Regions from separate parts of the Mus musculus genome. Here regions 1 and 3 are each linked to region 2. The links are chromatin contacts, called in public promoter capture Hi-C maps. All regions are on one chromosome and are shown on one strand. Each heading gives the region's core, a stretch centred on a gene start, on an enhancer-like site or on the middle of the called end of the contact. The rest is flanking DNA. Distances are from core to core; before and after follow the strand shown. Region 1 overlaps Scyl3 (SCY1-like 3 (S. cerevisiae)). Region 2 holds the start of Gorab (golgin, RAB6-interacting). Region 3 holds the start of Fmo1 (flavin containing monooxygenase 1).

What was found. Promoter capture Hi-C pulls out the DNA fragments that hold promoters and counts their contacts.
Region 1: a promoter capture Hi-C map of embryonic stem cells shows a contact between it and region 2, with 2.6 times the contacts expected there. The contact joins the enhancer-like site here to the promoter of Gorab in region 2. A contact is called at or near these places in 12 of 39 promoter capture datasets (the 3T3-L1 cell line, 3T3-L1-derived adipocytes, the C10 cell line and 6 more), 7 of 484 Hi-C or Micro-C datasets (the Ba/F3 cell line, CD4 T cells, Th17 cells and 3 more), 3 of 115 datasets of contacts at active chromatin or transcription factors (embryonic stem cells, extraembryonic endoderm stem cells and memory CD8 T cells) and 2 of 9 other capture datasets (adipose tissue and liver).
Region 3: a promoter capture Hi-C map of liver shows a contact between it and region 2. The contact joins the promoter of Fmo1 here to the promoter of Gorab in region 2. A contact is called at or near these places in 1 of 39 promoter capture datasets (liver) and 2 of 115 datasets of contacts at active chromatin or transcription factors (large pre-B cells and stem cell-derived neural progenitor cells).

Annotation. Positions count from the first base shown.
Region 1 is chr1:163,940,904-163,944,592 of GRCm38.p6, reverse strand. It overlaps Scyl3 (SCY1-like 3 (S. cerevisiae)), which reads right to left. Exons shown (of 14, transcript NM_028776.5): 7 at 3,375-3,486; 8 at 692-769. Among named protein-coding and RNA genes, the nearest start is that of Scyl3, 13 kb to the right of the region's middle. Within about 2 kb of position 2,347, at least 10 of the 459 cell types and tissues checked have an H3K27ac peak or open chromatin away from gene starts, as enhancers often do. A contact at or near this core is called in embryonic stem cells, where this site is marked.
Region 2 is chr1:163,402,078-163,406,132 of GRCm38.p6, reverse strand. Gorab (golgin, RAB6-interacting) reads left to right here and starts at 2,464. Exons shown (of 5, transcript NM_178883.6): 1 at 2,464-2,610. The coding sequence starts at 2,550. It overlaps Gm24940 (a small nuclear RNA gene), which reads right to left and starts at 3,850; the gene lies at 3,731-3,850.
Region 3 is chr1:162,864,149-162,867,905 of GRCm38.p6, reverse strand. It overlaps Fmo1 (flavin containing monooxygenase 1), which reads left to right and starts at 1,296. Exons shown (of 9, transcript NM_010231.3): 1 at 1,296-1,667.

The DNA.
Region 1 (3,689 bases), core at 1,098-3,597, 540 kb before region 2:
ACATACAGCCTTCCTTGGCCACTGCTCTAACATCCTCTCCCTCTCCCGCCTCCTGGCTCAGTCTCCAGCCTTACTGTAACTCCAAGTGTTCCTTTCCCTGTCCTAGTTCCACCATGTCTATCTCCCCTATCTCCTCCATCATCGCTCTTACATCAGCTCCTCTCTGGCTACAGAACTACGACATACTAACCAAGCCAAGCTTCATGAGATCTAACTCTGCCCCCACAAACACAGTGATCAGCACAGAGACTTCTAGCCATCTCAGTTCCATTCACTCTCTCAGTGGCTTCAAGGCAAGCAGCTCACTGTCTACAAATCCCATCAATAGCCTGCCTGTTATACAGGGACCACTTACCTTTGCTCTGAAGTCTGGCCAGCAGGGATCAGGTGCTGCCATCCCAGTGGGTCTCACCTTGGGGCACTCACTCTGCTGTTTGTCTATCTAGAAGAGCTATTCTCTCTCCACTCCAAGCAAAGCAAAGCTGGCACATCTTTCCGTTTAAGTTACCAGTGTGGATGTGTCTGCATTACGAGGACAGTGAGTCCCGGGGCACGGTACAAAGTATGACATGGAGGGAGGTTCGATAACCACTGGGAAGTCAGAAGTCTAACTCAGCCCGGCAGCGCTGTCATGGTGACAAAGGTTTAATTCAAGGGAGGGAATTTAAGAGTTTTTTTTTTCTGAACTTACTTGAAAAATTCAGTCTTTTCATCTTCACTCTTTAATGTCAAGCTTTTCAAGAAGTTCACAACTTCTAGAAAATCATTTCTAAATGTGAGGAAACAGCAGGACAACAAGGTAAAAGGCATGTTAATGTTAGGTGTTGAAGCCATCAGTACAGAGCAGACCAGGACTTGCAATGAAGAAACGATCTCTAGCTCTCTACGTACACCATACGACAGATTCAAAGTGCTTATGAGAGAAACAAACAGCAAGCCTAGAGGAGCCTACTGTGAGAGGATGTAATAGAGGAGCCTACTGTGAGAGGATGTAATAGAGGAGCCTACTGTGAGAGGATGTAATAGAGGAGCCTACTGTGAGAGGATGTAATAGAGGAGCCTACTGTGAGAGGATATAATGGAAGGGCACTTGCTGCTGTCCTTAGGCTTCAGCAGTGACCACACCTTTCCAATGCTCTCACTGTCACAGACACTGATTAAGTGGACTACCCTGGAAGAAGTGGCACTATCAAAGAAGCTGCTGATCCCCAAGTCCCCTGTGGTGAAGTGAAAACACCAAAGAGGATCTAGGAAATGGAACTTTTATAGAAGTCACCAGTGTTTTCTCATTTTTCTGACTTTTGGACCTAGGCAAGGCCAGTTTCTGAAGAGTCTACAGATAGTTCCAAACCTGTAAACTATTCTGTTCCAAGACAGCATGGCTCCCATCCTACCACATCCCTACCATACCATCCTACCATATCCCTACCTTATCATCCTAGCATATCCTACCATACTGTCCTAGCATATCCCTACCATACCGTCCTAGCATATCCCTACCATACCATCCTACCATATCCCTACCTTATCATCCTAGCATATCCTATCATACCGTCCTAGCATATCCCTACCATACCGTCCTAGCATATCCCTACCATATTGCCCAACACTTAAGCACACAGCTTGGCATGCACAGGTACTGCCTTCATTCTCACGCTGACACCTATATGTGATTCTTGAACAATTCATTATTAAGGCCCTATCTTCCATGATTTCCTCCACATAAAAATTCGTGTTACTTTTAACTTTTACCAAGACTTAATTTTCATTAGCCTGTTGACCAGTAGTTTTACTGAAAACAGTCTAAACACAAACTTTTCTATGGTGGGTAAATTAAAAGACAGTGGAAATACACCAGAAACTCAAGAAACCACTTTGTGCGACGTGAGCCATTTTTCTGCGTTTGTTGAGATGATTTGTGTCATGTGCTGCTTGAGGGTGATGCTTGAAATGCTTAGCATACCAGTAATATGCGCTCCAATGAATTTTTTGCATTTATAATTTAATACCACATCTTTATGTCTGTTTACATTTCTCACGCAAATGGTAGCGTATGTGGACTATAAATGTATGTGCTCATAATCGTAAACTTCTCCTAAGAGACAAGTTGTTTACCTTTCATGGCCCTAGGCGATAAGCAGACCATCTACATTTATTTTATGTGTCCACCACATCCTTTCCTCCTTTGGTATTTCTAGGCTGTAACATTTGTCACAGAGTTTCAATTTTTTTAAGTCTAAAAAACAAAGAACCTTTAAAGACTCCTGTCCAATCGAAGTGGACCTGTGTATCCCAAAGAGGCGGAGCTAATGCACAAGCGCTTTAACAGAAGCAACTGCCTCAGGGAGGGAGCTGGCCTGCTCCACCCTGCTGCTTCCGGCAGTTTGCTCCTCCTGCCACACACGGATGTCTGATGTGGCCTGGAATGCGCTTTGATGATTTTCTTCCCTCTGCACTATTACACAGTTCTTAAAGAACTTGAGTTACATATAGTGGTAACAATTTACTATAATGAATTATCTTTATAGAGACTATGATAGCATGAGAAATAAAGTATTTCTAAAATTCATCTACAAATACAAGAAAATAATAACTGTTGACAGACTTATAAACACAAATATATACAATTGTATTTCCCAATTTAAGAAATGGAGGAGGGAACCTGCTATATTGGGAAAAGTCCAAAACATTTTCTCACAAACATAAATGTCAACTGTACTTGTGGTGACTACAGGACTAACTTAGTAACACCCCACCACACGGTGCCTCTCTAGAGGCCTCATCTTCCTTGGGGAGGCTGTATCCTTCCTTCTGTTCTGATCCCTTCCAAGCTCTAAGTACAAACACATAAACATACTTTGTTTAAGAAACATGGGTTAGGTTTGTTAATAAAACTCACAAACATGGAACTAACCTGGGCACAAGCTCTGTGGTTACAGAAATAAAAAAAAAAACGTAATTAAAACTAACCTTGAAGTTCAAAACCATCTGTGAACCCGGGGTGTTTATTCTGTGTCCTTCCCTCTGACCAACGCCTATACACTGAGACTAAGGGAACCATCTACTGCCAGACGAAACACAAACCTGCCCCCTCTCAACAAGACAGATTCAGAGAACAGGCACCCATAATGCAGTGGCAGCACAAGGCGGGGCCATGCTTATCAACTTTATCTACTTTCTCAATTAGTTTCCAACTGAAAACTATTTGACACGGACTAGTTCTTTCTAATCAAACTTCCTACTGAATCTGGATATAATTCCTTCATGACAGCTGAGAAGTTTTCAAACTTTCTGTGATAAAAACCTGAAAGGCAAACCAATCTCTCTCTCTTCCTCTCTTTCCCTCTCTGTAGTGTGTCACATGATGCCCTCACCTGAAGAAATCATGGGACAGTAAGGTGCTGAGTGCTGGCCGACACTCGGGCATGGGGTTCAGCAGAGCTGAGTGCAGGATCTGTAGGAAGCTGGAGAGAACGTCCGCTGAAACTGAAATCCAGAGCTACAGTTAGTTCCAGGCCTTCTCCCTCTTTTCGGACCTCTCTAGCTGGAGACTGATGAGAGCAAAAACCAACCTGAAAAAGCCCAAGCAAACAGAGCCCTGGCTGTTGCTGCACGACTTCTGCTCGTTCAGGCCAGACGCCTTGGAAGGTCTCCAAAGCTGTCTTGTCGGCACAGCCCGCACTACCCCA
Region 2 (4,055 bases), core at 1,215-3,714:
CTGACTGGAGTTTAAGGAGAGAGAAAAAAGACAGTTTAATATAGAAGGAGGCAGAGGCCAAGACGTAGTGTCATGAAGGAACTGGGAAGTCGGAAGTTATTTCACATGTTGTAAAAGTGACCATTGTGTGTGGGGTGCAGATACAACAGCATTTGGATGGAAGACAGAGTGCCACTCTGTGCACTAACTTCTCCCCATTCACCCTTATGTGGGGTACCAGGGATTGAACTCATGATGCCAGACTTCCACAGCAAGTACCTCAACCTCCTGAGGCAGCCAGGCAGCTCCATTTTATAAATATGCTAGAAACACAATTAGATTTTTAAAAATATCATCTATCTATCTATCTATCTATCTATCTATCTATCTATCTATCTATCTATCTAAATTGTACTGGGTCTCACATTGCAGCCAGGCTGATCTGTAATTCACTGTGTAACTCAGACTGGCTTCAAACTCATGCTGTAGCCTCTTGAGTGCTGGAACTATAGGGATGAGACACCACATCTGAGTCCAGATGAAACACCAACCATCTAATGGAGAATCAACTGGAGAATATATTACAATCCAAATTGTCATAGATGATACCTTCTCATAAACACATGAACATGCTGAATTATATATAAAACTTTTATTTAAACACAAAAATGTTCATCATGGAACTTAAAAGAATATAAAAAGAGAATACTACAAAAGCTAACTACTCAAGTTTGAGTTTCTTACATATAATTGAAAACAAACTAGTAAAGAGCCTGAAAAGAAGAGAATATATAAAGATTAGAAAAACACAGCCTACTGCTCTGGAGAATAAGGAAGCCTTTTGTGTGTGAGAAAACAGTAAATACCCTTTGTGTATATGGTGGTAGGATCCAAATTTACTACACAAATGGGGAAAATTTCCCCTTAAATATAGTTAGTATAATGTGAGTGAGACTTCCAGCAAAACTCTCAACTGAGATACTCTCTCAACTCAGAACCAAGAACTCCCACAGAGCAAAGACTTCTGGAGCTTAGTTCCCACCAGTATCTCCTACAGCATTTGACAAAAGTGAACTCCTTGAGGAAGGGCCAACAGAACAACAAATAGGAGATTTGGAATGTTGCAAGGGGGAAAGTATAATTTTATACAGATGTATTTTATTGGCTTTTATTATCTCTTGCTGGTGCCTTGATTTGCATTCACAAGCAAGGCAAAACCTTTTAAAATACCATAATTACTGACTCTATTAAGATTAGTGATAAATCTTGTCTTATAGAAAATGTATAAATAAAATGTAACAGAAAGCACACAAGTAGGTTTAAAATTGTTGTTGAGTCACTAGTAAATGGTTATTGTGTGCAGAGGGCAAGCTGAATCCACTACCAGATTGTGACTAATACATTCTATTCTGGAGTTAATGTATATCTGTTTACACATTTAGTCTATGTTCAAAACTTGAACGAAACTAATCCTTTTGGATGGTATTTTGCCTTTCAAATATATTGAAAATAAACTCATCTTTAAGATAAGCATGTGTGGCATCCTTGAATTTTGGAAAACCTGTTACATTTCAAAGTTCAAAGATTACAAGAAAGATGTCAAACTTTTTTCTGATACTTATATAACTGAACTGCTCATTTCAATTGCTGGTGTCATATTTTATTTTCCAGTATACTCCTTTACTTCAACTTGATTAAAAATATTGACTCTCGAGTCGAAAATTAATATTCTTTAAAAAAATTTTCAATGTAGCCAATGTAATGTTTTCAGTTGTTTTTAGTAAAAATAATGAAAAAAAGAAATGGTTTAAAAAACGCTGACCTACACATACATGGACAAGCTTTGCATCTTCTAATTTTCTAAACTCTGCTTAAAACGGAGAAATGGAAGCTCAAGAAGATAGCTTTAGACAAAAGAAAAAAAAATCACCATTTAGGACTTGAGTGTGGTGTGTTGAGGGACTTCTATAGGCAGGAGGAGACCAGCAAAATATCTTGGCATAAGGATTAGGTTCTTAGACTCATTCATCATAGAAACAAGAAATCGAAATCTGCTAGATGTTATTGTCTAGAAGTGAACTGGCCAATGCTTAAATCTCAACCCTACACCCTGTTTCTCCATGACTTAGAACCTACAAGCCAAGGATGCTCCGGTACCGCCCACCTCCCAGGCAATACAGGCTCCGCCCAGCTAGTCAGGCAGTTCCGACCTGTAGGCCTCCTCTGTCACTGCCGCTCTACCTGTTTTCCTCAACCCTTCCTCATATTCCCATAACCCCCACTTCCCCCCAAAGATATAAAGCAAGAAGAACTGGAACGTGTAGCAGAGGCCTGTGAGTGGAAGCGAAGGCCGTGCTTTTGTAGTCCACCGAGTCAGGCTTTCAGGCATCGCTCGGGGCAGCCCCACAGGTACCGGGTCCCTGAATGCAGAGGGAGGCCTAGCGCCACAGTTCGGCACGCTGATTGGCTGTTCGCCGCGCCACTGAAGGAACCCGGATGTGCCTGTGGAGCTGTGTTGGCAGTCTGCGCGCGGAGATTTGGGCACTCTTTGGGTGCCCAGGGCTAGGCGGATGGCTCAGGATTGGGCGGGCTTCTCTGAGGAAGAGCTGAGGAGACTAAAGCAGAATAAAGGTAAGGTGTACTTGCGCGCGGGTGTGGAGTCTCGAGTCTGAAGGACAGGAGGCCGTCTTAGTGGGCGAGGGGGCGTGGGGGCTGGAACTCCAAGTTGGGGGACAGGGGTGGTGGGATTCCCTAGGTGTCTTTGCTGCAGAGGCCAGAGGGACGGCCCAGGGGTTTCTCTTTTAGCATCTGTTTTCTGATGATTTGATGTTTTCCTGTAAAAAGGAATGAGGTTAGGAAGAGAAAGCGAAGCCACCACCTGAATGGCCCCTAAGGGAGGCTTTTAACCCAAACCAATGGTTGTAAACTTGGGTTCAGGGTGAATGAAGACTAATACTGCATATACAGCATCATAATTGTGAACTTATAAAACCAGATATTTGGGAAAGGTGTCATGAGAGTGAATCAACGCAGAAGAAGTGGTATTTATGATCCATCCGCATTGCCTTTACTTCTGGCTACCAGATGAGTTTGCATTTCTTTCCAGTTCTTGGGAGTCAGCAAACTAAAAGGACTTTTCGAGAGGTTAGATTTGAAGTGCGTGTGTGTATTTGTGTGTACATGCACAGTGCACTTACATGTCTGTCTCTTCTGCCTTCAGGGACAGTGGAAATCTGCTGCCCCGGATGGGGCGGGGGGCTTTCTGGAATAATTATAGATCACTGTATGGGCTTGCGATAACGCTGCTTCTGATTTATTAAGTTTTCCAGTACTTGGTAGGAAAGGATGTAAAATGCTCTTGACCTGTGATTGCAATTTCACAAAAATGTCTGTGGTAGGCTTGGAAATGCCCATCACTTCTGTGAGAACTTTGTGCCACTCTTGGCAACATTTTAAAAAGTACCTTAAGGATAAAATTAAATTCTTCCATGTCTATAGTTTGTGAGATATCTGGATATGTCTTGGGTACTTGGAATATTTAGCCTAGATATGTGAATTATCTAGGACTGACAGGTGCAGAAGGAAGTAAATTACTAACATGGGGTCAATGTGGGGAAGACTGGACTGGCTGATCTTTCTTAGTACTGTCATGGAATTATCATGTCAGATGTGTTCCAACTGATTCTGTCCAGCTGGCTGTTTTCAGGTTCTTTCCTTCTGTAACTCATTCTCCATTCATATACCTATATGTACAAATGCAGGCACCTAGATCTGATCTGACTCAGTTCTCAGTATTTGAATCAGGTGTGTTGTCTGGTCCAGGGGCCTCTTCCGTCCTTGTCATGGGGAATGCTAACCTGCCATGAAGCACAACGTCTGCCTTAGAGATGTCAAAAGTAGCAGGACATCTTTGCCCTTAGAGACCTTGTAGATTCATGAGACAGACAGTACAATAAGGTGGTAGCCATAGAGCAAGTTCACGCTGAGGATTTAATGGACACTGGGGACATTTCATGGAGGTTGAATCTTGGCTTTAGCTTGATTTGACAAAGGTTTAATGTAGGACTCCAATATGT
Region 3 (3,757 bases), core at 47-2,546, 540 kb after region 2:
TATGATCACTCAGTAGCCTAATCTCCCTTATGTGCAGTTTGTCACCACCGGGGCCAAGTGACTCCTTTAGTGTTCTCCATGTACACACCAACGTAATTTGAATGCTAAACTTTGGACAGTAACCTAGTCCTAACTCTTAAGATGCTTCTGACTGAAGGTCACATTCAAAGGGACATCTGAGCTAACAGTCGTCCTGAAGGCTTACCTTATGGTCAAATTTAAGTTTTGAAATCCTTCAATGACTACCATCCTCAGAGCTTCAGGAGGGTAACTTGAACTAAGAACTCACAGCCAGCAATGTTGTCGACTTGCCAAGTGCTTAATGAGTCAGCAAGATCAGAGCTGAGCCGAACAAACAATCGGAATGTTTGATGTTCTATAGCATCCTCCAGAAGTGAAGTTACAGGCTGTGCTGAAATGGTTAAGAAAATATTTAGCCTGTCAAGAGCCTTTTACTGCCTCAGTCCACCAGTGTCTCTTGGAGTTTTCTTTTTCATGCCTGTAGGAATCTCTTCAATACCGAGGATCAATGATAAAAAAATAATTGAGCAATGTCTCTTGGAGTTTTCTTTTTCATGCCTGTAGGAATCTCTTCAATACTGAGGATCAATGATAAAATAATAATTGAGCAATGCATAACACTATCAACACCCTTATGCACCAGAGTTTCCTATGCGCATGACCATCTCACATAGATTACCTCATCTAACTCCACAATAACTATTTGAGGAAGCCATTGAATTACATATTTTTAATTGAGGAATCTGGAGCTGAGCAAAATCAAACATTTTTCAAAGATTACTTTGATAAAAAAAAAAAAAAAAAAAAAAAAAAAAAAAAAAAAGCTAGTGAACACATTAGAAGCCAGGACTCATGACTTCGAAGGCTATGTACTTCTCACACATCTGTCTTGCATTTCCCAAGCACCTGGACAATCATCTACAGTTAAAGGAGCTTTAAAATGTGTTTAATAAATGTAAGTAATGTGTGCATTTTAAAATAACAATTTTCTCTAAGTGAGAAATGGACCAAAAGTCTTAAAATGCAAGTTTGATGTAGCAGCTGTTAATATGATTGTGAATTTATGTAGCAGATGTTAATTTCATCCTTAGCCCAGGGAAGAATGAAATGAAGGATACCATTATAAGTACCCAATTTCATTTATAGTTTGCAAACAGAAGGATGAGTTTTAAGTACATATCACCAGGCAGTCTGTCTCTCAGCATACCACTGTTGCAAGTAATCAATTGAACACACAAACAACAGCTAACCTTCGGTTCCAATTTTTTTTCCTAACGCTTCTTATCTCTTAGACCAGGCTCATCCTGTGTGCAGGGAACTCCCAAACACTGGCTCAAAACAATTTTGATTGTTACTAGCTCTGGGATCCTAATTGTGTCAGGGCCACTGGAATGAGCAATTACAGCTACTTAGAGTCAGTAACCCCATAAAAATCTCCGATTCCTCTGGGTGAAGAAGGTGGAGCTGAGTTTTTCCTGTTTTTTCTTATTGTACATCAGAGAGGAGTCGTCTCAACAGAACACAGCTCCCTCCACGAGTGACCCTGGGGGAATTTTTCGACCATCCCTTGCTCCAACGTAAGGAACAGAACTTGAGACCTTGTCACAGGAACATAAAGTCAGATTGCTAAACTTCTGCATTTACTGGTAAGTCCTCTGCTGGATGAGTTATTAAGTGCTTCCCTCAGCAGCCTCTAGCATGGTATGAGTTAATGGTTTGTAAGGTATATCTACCACGTATCAGTATGTTACATTAACTGAAACAAAAAGCAAGCCTTTCTGAAAAGTTGACTAACTTAGGTTTGCACTTCACCAATTTTCTGTTTCTGTGTTTCCTGCTCTATTCTGTACTTGGGAATCAAATTTCTCGATTTTTGTACTATTTATAAATCTTATCTGCTAATCTTCAATCCACAAGTATCCAGATGAAGGCTTTGAGAGTCACTTCTACAGTTTAATTCCATATATTTTATGTAAGCATAGAAAACATGGGTCTCAATGCCCAGTTGTTTTCTTAGAGTCTTTACTCTCTTAGGGAACTTGTTATAACCTTGTAAGAGGCAGCATGTGTTATGTGGTAGATGGTTTAGGATTAGGCTTGAGGAAGTAAATGTCTGCTGTTAAGAGGTTACAAATCTCAGAACATACTCTTATTCCAGCCCAGGTCCCAATTATCCATCTGAATATACTACAAGTGCTAACGCTTGAACTGACACAACCCATTTAGGGATATGCTCTGATAGGGCAGTCTGTGCCTGTCAGTATTCTGAGATATTGGCACACACTAAAGAAGAATGTGGGGGTACCTGCCTGCGTGAATAAAGATGCCTTCCTAGTGAACGTGTAAGTGAGTCATACTGGTTAACTGATCCAGTGCTAATTACCCTCAGTTAGAGGATAATCTTCTGAAAAAAACAAAAAACAGTAAGGTCTCCAAGTCAATTTAAAACACACTCAAAAGGTAAGACTTGGATTAGAGGTTCCCAAACTTCCCAGGTTTAAAGTGATGATTTGCATGTCAGCAATTCCTTCACAGTTCCCCCAGGCCAAAGTTCCTGCTAAGTAGTCAAGCCCAAACAAATCTGTGCTTATGTTCTAACTGTTGTAGGCGGTTGTACAGATTGTAAAGAAATTGAAAGAAAATTCGTTTTTATTTCACTCATAATCACACTCAGTGTGGATTTATGGGGTGGCTGAGCGCTGTAGATTCTCAGATCTTAGGATCAGCTAAGACAGGACCTTCTCATGTGTTGTTCCTCATAGAACACTTTCCCACTTTTTATCATAGAAGCTGTTGAGCCCCTGCTTCATAAAACTGCATGGAGAGGACCCGGGGTGTGTGTGTGGGGGGGGTGTCACTGAATGGAACACAGCCCTGTCTCACGCTAAAACTATGACATGCTCCAGGCTCATGCCAGTATCCCAGCACTCTGGAGGTTGACTTGGGGGATTGGCAGAAGCTCAAGGCCAGCCTGGGTTACGTTGTAAGTCCAGACCAGTCTGAGATATAGTATGAGACCCTGTCTAATGCTACGGTGGTGAGGTGGGAGTGGGTTGGTGGGGCGGGGGCACCCTCATAGAAGCAGAAGGGAGGAGGAGTGGATAGGGGGTTTGCAGAGGGGAAACTTGGAAGGGGGATAACATTTAAAATGTAAATAAATAAAATAACCAATAAAAAATACTAAAAAAAATACTTATATCTGAGCTACCATAAACTATGGTTCAAAACACTGAATATCACTGTGCTCTCTGGCACTCTTAAATAACTCAAGGCCCCTCTGTCTTTGGAAATGAGATTCCCCATGCCCACATAGTATCTCAATAATGGAGGAGCATGCTCAATCTGATCTTGTTTAATTATTTGTGTTTTCTGTCATTGATGTGGAGGAGACAGTACAAAATCCATAGGAAAACAGTCATTTCTGACCCTGTCGTTAAACATTAGCGATTTTTGTGCAACCAAGCATGATTTCCCAACTCATTTGGAAATCGGTGTGGTTGAATTGTTTTATTATTTTTGTTAAATTCCTATTCCCTCTATAACACCAGCCTTAGCAAGCTCGCTACGGTTTCTTAATGTATGATTTGATATCTTCCATACTCACTTAACTTTGACAATGCTTTCTTCATAACAATAATATTTTTTCTTTTAAAACTTCCAAATAATAATTGGTCTTTTTTTTTGAAAGTTCTAAAAAGTAATACTTTAAATGCTAATTTTGCATCAAGATGTAAAA